2 separate regions of the Bombyx mori genome follow, and region 1 is linked to region 2. The links are chromatin contacts, called in public Hi-C maps. All regions are on one chromosome and are shown on one strand. Each heading gives the region's core, a stretch centred on a gene start, on an enhancer-like site or on the middle of the called end of the contact. The rest is flanking DNA. Distances are from core to core; before and after follow the strand shown. Region 1 holds the start of LOC101737365 (ADP-ribosylation factor 6). Region 2 overlaps LOC101737365 (ADP-ribosylation factor 6).

The links. A called contact is a pair of places that touch in the nucleus more often than the background predicts.
Region 1: a Hi-C map of whole pupa shows a contact between it and region 2, with 3 times the contacts expected there. The contact joins the promoter of LOC101737365 here to the enhancer-like site in region 2. A contact is called at or near these places in 4 of 7 Hi-C or Micro-C datasets (midgut, an unstated tissue and whole pupa).

What each region holds. Positions count from the first base shown.
Region 1 is chr5:14,753,431-14,756,837 of ASM3026992v2, forward strand. LOC101737365 (ADP-ribosylation factor 6) reads right to left here and starts at 1,654. Exons shown (of 7, transcript XM_004929975.5): 1 at 1,497-1,654. It overlaps LOC101737215 (leucine-rich PPR motif-containing protein, mitochondrial), which reads left to right and starts at 2,634. Exons shown (of 16, transcript XM_004929974.5): 1 at 2,634-2,899; 2 at 2,978-3,316. The coding sequence starts at 2,784.
Region 2 is chr5:14,715,796-14,718,967 of ASM3026992v2, forward strand. All of the region lies in intron 2 of LOC101737365 (ADP-ribosylation factor 6), which reads right to left. Among protein-coding and RNA genes, the nearest start is that of LOC101737593, 26 kb to the left of the region's middle. Within about 2 kb of position 1,411, at least 1 of the 8 cell types and tissues checked has open chromatin away from gene starts, as enhancers often do.

The DNA of each region.
Region 1 (3,407 bases), core at 404-2,903, 38 kb after region 2:
AATTCTGATGTCTTCTATTCAATAGTAATGTGAACTTGGCTCTCTAATTGGTGTCAATTCACACTTCATTGACCTCAACTATTGATATTGAAGAATTGAACTCAATAAATGTGAGCATGAAATGTAAAATGTTTTCTTGTTTTGGCTTTAATGGTGTTTTAATAGCAAACTTTCATAACATTTTATTTTATATATATTTAAAGGGTTGTTTTAATTAAATTTTACAATATATATAATGAAGGGCATAACCTGTGAAATCACAAAGAACATGATAAAGTTCAACATTTTCTTTTAATGATTACGTAACTATTTTAATGAGAACCTAAAAAATACTATATTCTATATTATTGTGTTAACAATAAATAAACAATCATGATATAGAAAGTCTATATTAATTGAAGACTTAAATTTATTGTAACTGTTTGAGTAAGATTAGAATTCAGGAACTATGAAATAAATATACTTTTTGAATAAATTTTGGGAGGCAAACTTTCATTTAAGTTTATAATTTCATGTTGCTTACAAAGTGCTTGATCTTTCAACAGACAGATTTTATGTAATTAATCAATTGGAGTGTCTGTTTGTAATATTGAAATAACCGCTTTTTACTACATGCATATGAATATATATATACGGTACATATACCAAAATAGCATTTGTTACAATTTTTGTCTGTCTGTCTGTTGGTTTGTTCTGGCTAATCTCTGGAACGGCTGGATTGATTTTGACGGGACTTTCACTGACAGGTAGCTGATGATATAAGGAGTAACTTAGGCTACTTTTTTTAGACTAGCTTTGACCCGCGGCGTCACCCGCGGTACGACAATAACCGCGGGTAACATCGCGGGACTCAGCTATCAATAATAAAATTTAATGTTTCCGAAGCGAAGCGAGGGCGGGTCGCTAGTAGTAAATAGGTTTCTTGAGTAACATAAGTATTTGTATGTACATAGGACTCTTATTCATTTTCTACAACTTTGACCACCTATATTTAATCAGTGATTTTATATTCAACAATGTAGGTAGTCCGTTAATTCGGGGGTAATCATATTGATATTTTATATTAGGTACCTAGAAATTTAGGGTACCTATGTAATAATTTTTTTTATATTTTAAGCTCATTCAAATTTTTCAATTACACCAACGGTGTGATTCATAGGCGGGAAGTCGACAACGTAAAGTACAACTTTACTTTGTAAACTGGTTACCGCAGGGCTAAATTCTTTAAGGGTTAGGTCATCAGGTGATCACAAACTGGATCATTGTATTTGAGCGTATGTAACATGTAATAATTAAATTAAAAATTAGAATCGACTTCTAATCGTCACGTTTCGTTGAGGTGGAGCCGATCGCCGACTTGCCAAGCTTGGGCGATGGCGCTACCCGTCAAATAACGGCAACTTGATGACAATTGTGCAAATACTAACCAAACACGCATATCTCTTACGAAAAATATGTATTTATTTTAAAGTTGTACAAATAGGAGACAAACTTACCACATGACAATCGCAAATTACAATGTCTAACATCCACTCAAAACAGTCAAAACAAAAAACACAGCACAAACCACATCCACGATTCGTACACTAGAATTGAAATTTGACAATGCTGAACGTTGACATTTCTTCAGAGTTGCTAGATTGAGTTTGAGAAGGGCTACCCTCAAAATAGATTTTGGTATCAATTGAAAGAGCACCGGGGCAAAATAAAGTATACATGTCTTGTAACCATTAATTAAAACTCCACTACATACCATAATCTAAATTAATTTGCGATTACTTTTGTTATTTTTCAACTATTTTTATTTACTTTATTTATTTATTTATGTACACACAAAAGAGAAGACATAGTAGAGAGTAATAGGAAAATTATGTACAAACTATGTATATCTGAGCGAATTCGTGTTGGCAAAAAGATTCTTGACAAAAAAAAACAAAGACAGAAAGAGACTTCTTATCTAACCATTTAGTTCTTACGAAAAAGAACAATAATTGTGGAAAAATGAAATGCATTCGATGAATTTTTTTTTGAAATTGAGGTTAAGACGAAATTATTTATACTCTCATTTAAACTGTGGGAGCATCGGATAGTTATATGAACATTTTGGAACCCACGTCGACCCCAAAATGTAATTTCGTCTTAAACAGAATTAGTGAGTGAGTTTACAGTTTTTACAGTATCCTAAAAAAAATAATTTATTAAATATAGGGGGGAAATAAAGAGAGACAATCTCTTTAGACAATATAAACAAATATCTTCTCATTCTATTCAATTTATTTTCACTTCTTTTTGTTTTCATCCAGACTGCGTTTATGCTATATTCTGTGAAAGTGCAAAATTGTGGGAAAATGAAACAAAGCCACTATTCATAGCTTTTCGGGATCCTTCAAAAAGTCCACTGAAAAAGTCTCAGTAAATAACCACCATTTTACTGAGATTATATTTCATCCCATACATATCATCTCATCTCACTTCTTTTAATTATTTCATGAATTAATCAAAAAAATTTTTACCTATTCTAGTAACCTCGAGAGGTTATTCTAAATTCGCCGAGCTTGTAGGTGAGTTATCCGGCAGTATGGTGTGATATCTTTGCCTTTTCATTTAGAAAATTAGAAATACTACAAAAATTTGACATTTGATTTATTGTGACATTTTATACAACTAAATTTTCAATCGTTGAATAAAAATTCTACCAGTGCAGGTACCATAAGTTTTCTAAATTTTGTAAATTTGTAAATTCTGGGATAAAATTCAGTTGCAGTACTTAGAACAAGAATAATATGATGTGGACTCGTCAAGGAATTAGGATTATGAACTCCAATAGAGCTAAGTTCTTTAAAAATATTCAAACGAATCGGGCAAATATTGGATGTCCGTGTCGATCCCATGCACAAAGGTTAGAATTTAATTTCTAAAATTACAAATTAAAACCAAGTAAACTACGCAACGAGAACTAATTGCTTAATCTTTATAGGCGCATCTCAAATGCAGCAATCAATAAATGTTCTGTGAACCTATCAAGCGGTCGCGGAAATATTTCACAAACAGTCTCTACTGAATTTCTGAAGAATACTGATAGAATGTCATCTGAAGAACTTTTAGAGAAATTAATAGCTGGATTATCCACGGATATACATCAGAAAAATAGAGTATACAAGAATGATTTAATGAGAGTTATAAACAGAGTAAAAGAAATGAATTTTTCAACCAAAAAACAGGGTTTGCTACTGCTTAGGTGCTGCACGGAATTACTACCTGACGAAACTCCTTCAGCTCGAATGGCTTTAGTTGAATTAGTTTGGAATACTTTAAAGTGAGCCTATGATATTACCTGTATGTTAACATTAAAATTCAAACAATGTTTTAAAACAATTGACTCATTTTAAAATAATAATTCTCAAATT
Region 2 (3,172 bases), core at 161-2,660:
TGCAAATCGAAAACGAGCCAGGCGGTGAGCTGGCGTCAATTTAGGGCCATTTGCTGGTCTATGCGCAGTCAAACCACCTTCGGCAAGTCTCCTTCTGACTGTCCACCTGCTGACTACCACTTCACGCACCTGTTGAAGCTGCTGTGCAAGTTCAACGGCAGTCAAACGACGATTTCGCAACGCTGTCGTTACAAGAAATCTGTTGTCGCGCTGTGTTGTAGCTCTTGCTCGACCAGATCCTCGTCACCTTCCAAAGCCACCAGTCTCCCGATAGCGCGGGTACACACGACGAACTGAATATCGGCTGATATTCAGTTGTCGAGCTACAGCACTCTGGTTCTGGCTCGCTTCAATTAGAGCGACGACTTGAGCGGCTTTTTCCGGAGTAGTATCCATCTTTTTCAGACAAATGCAATTGGAGTCACTAGAGGTCTTATCAGGTTAAGCGTTGGCTTGCAACTGACGAGGTTTTTTTTTTTTTTTTTCCTACCTAAGCTGAGAGCCTTGAGAGGCTATTTCAGCGTAACCCTAACGTTTGTAGGTGAGCTCACGGGGCTCAAACCTGATGACGTTGCTAACACGAACCCTAGCAAGAGCCGTACTTCGCAGAATCTACCACCGGATCGGAAACGCGACCCACTGAGAAGATCCGGCGAGAAACTCAGTGGGCTGTGTCTGGGAGTTAACTTACTCGTCGAGCCCTTCGTCGCAAGCGACGGGTTCGACGAGAACGGTGACCGGTGCTTGAAGTACCTAGAAGCACCGTTAGTGGATCGGGAGGATCCGATATGACGTGTTTTGGGCGACGTCGACTGCTTTCCATTCTGTCCGCAGGATCGGGAATGTAGTTACCGGCGGCCACGATGAGAGGGTTCTCGTGTCGTGCCGCTTTGGTCTTACAAACTGCAGTGAGTTGAGGGAGCAATTTTTGGAGTTTGCTGTTGTCGTTTTGTTTCAGCAGGCAGGTAAACTTATCATGTCTTTTGAATAGGTATTGAACTCTCCTTTAACCTTATGTTAAAAAATATATGTATTTTTTTAAATAAAAAGATGTAAATAATATTTTTCAAAAAATGTACAGATGTGCGATTTCATTGCACCCGAGTGTATTTAGCGGGTCGCGACTTCGTTTCGGTGGTAGACGCATTCGTGAGTCAGCTGCCCTTGAGCTGTTAGGCCCCTTTGGAGGGGCTCAGACATCTGTCATCAAGGTAGCTGTTATAAAGTAAAACCCCTCTGAACTGAGCTCAAGCTTACCCACCGCTCTAAGCGTAACTGGAACGGTCTCCGGGTCAACAATAATATAAGTCAAATTTGTTTAACAAAAAACCCCGACCGGGAATTGAACCGGGTCACCATAACACAACAGTCACGATCACTAATTACTAGACTAAAGTGGCGATGTCTGTTTACCGCCGTCCTTTGTTCTTATCAAATAACGACCAGTTTTATTACACAGTTTGGCAACGTAGTCATGTTTAATATTAATAAGCTTTTATTAGGTTCAGACGTATGTATGTTTGTAACGAAATCTTTGAACATGATTTTGACTCCCTTCAAAACGTCGGATTAACTCGAAAGGTATACTTATTAAGGACCGATGACAATTCAATATTTAAAAAACAATTGAAAAAATTGAAATTCAACTAAAAAATAAATAATAGGTTAAAAAAACTAACAAAATACGTTTTTATAGAGTTTTACACTATTTTTAATTCAAATTTATTAAAATTTATTTTCTATTTTTTAGTTGGATTTTCCATAAAAGCGTATTTTGTTAGATTTTTTAAACTATTATTTTTTTAATAAGTGAATTTTTGCATCTTGATTTAAACATAGTTAAATGAGCATTAAGCTATTGGGGACCAACTGAGCAATTCGATCGAGTTTCAAGGGTGACACGCACCCGGAATTATAATACACCTGGAACTGGGGGCAAGACCTCTTTTGAGTTCTCACGGGTAGGTATCACCACCCTGCCTATTTCTGCCGTGAAGCATTAATGCATTTCGGTTTGAAGGGTGGGGCAGCCGTTGTAACTATACTGAGACTTTAGAACTTATCTCAAGGTGGGTGGCGGCCTTTACGTTGTAAATGTTCATGGGCTCCAGGAACCACTTATCACCAGGTGGGCTGTGAGCTCGCCCACACATTAAAAGCAATAAAAAAAAAAACTTAGATCTCACGCCTCAAAGTGAACGCGATTCACGTTTTGATGTTTGAATAAGTTGTGCTGATCATTTGATATCTGGTCGTTTGTCAGCAGCTCGTCTCCACGCCGACAGTTTAACAAAGAAGAACATGCATAAACATCGGATACATTCATATTATGATTGTACGAGACAGTAAATACCCTTGTTTGAGGTAACACCCGGGCCTTTACGACGCACTTATCGCAACAAAAACTATTCTCGGACCATTGATTTTTAGTTAATAGGAAACTGTATAGGGTCGCGTTTTGTCCACATAAAGAAAATCTCCCGTTTCCATCCTGGATGATGACACAGCAAATATTTCGATTGTACCGAATGTTATTGTTCGGCACTTGTATATATGCAAACCTATCTTGAAAATGTCGTTAGCGAGATTCAGGCGTCTATGAAATATTCAGGGTTCTGTGATAGTTATAGCTACTAGTACCAGTACCAGCTACATTAAACGCTTTTATTCTTAAGAACGGAAGAATACTATAAATATCTTTTCTTTTTTTTTTATTGCCCTTGTAGGCTGACGAGCATACGGCCCACCTGATGGTGAGTGGTTACCGTCGCCCATGGACTTCAGCAATGCCAGGGGCAGAGTCAAGCCGCTGCCTAAACTCGTGATCAAAATCATGATGAACTAAAATCATGATCAATTGATTCCGACTGAAAAATGGTGTCCGATATTTCGAAGTAGTGCTCCATAATGAATTTAAATATATATAGAGAATATTTTTGGGGCACCGACTTTCTTGGGATCGTATAAAATATTTTTAAAATATTTGTATGTTTTAATCGGAGTAGCATGATAAAAAAAAATATATATATATATATAAGCAATCATATTAAATCAATATCAAAGTGGATTAATAATGTACAAACCAAGACCGACGGCTGAACTGACTGACAATGACATTTGGTGCGCTAAATATGGCGGATTTTCGGCCTCATTAGGTATTTACGTATATTCA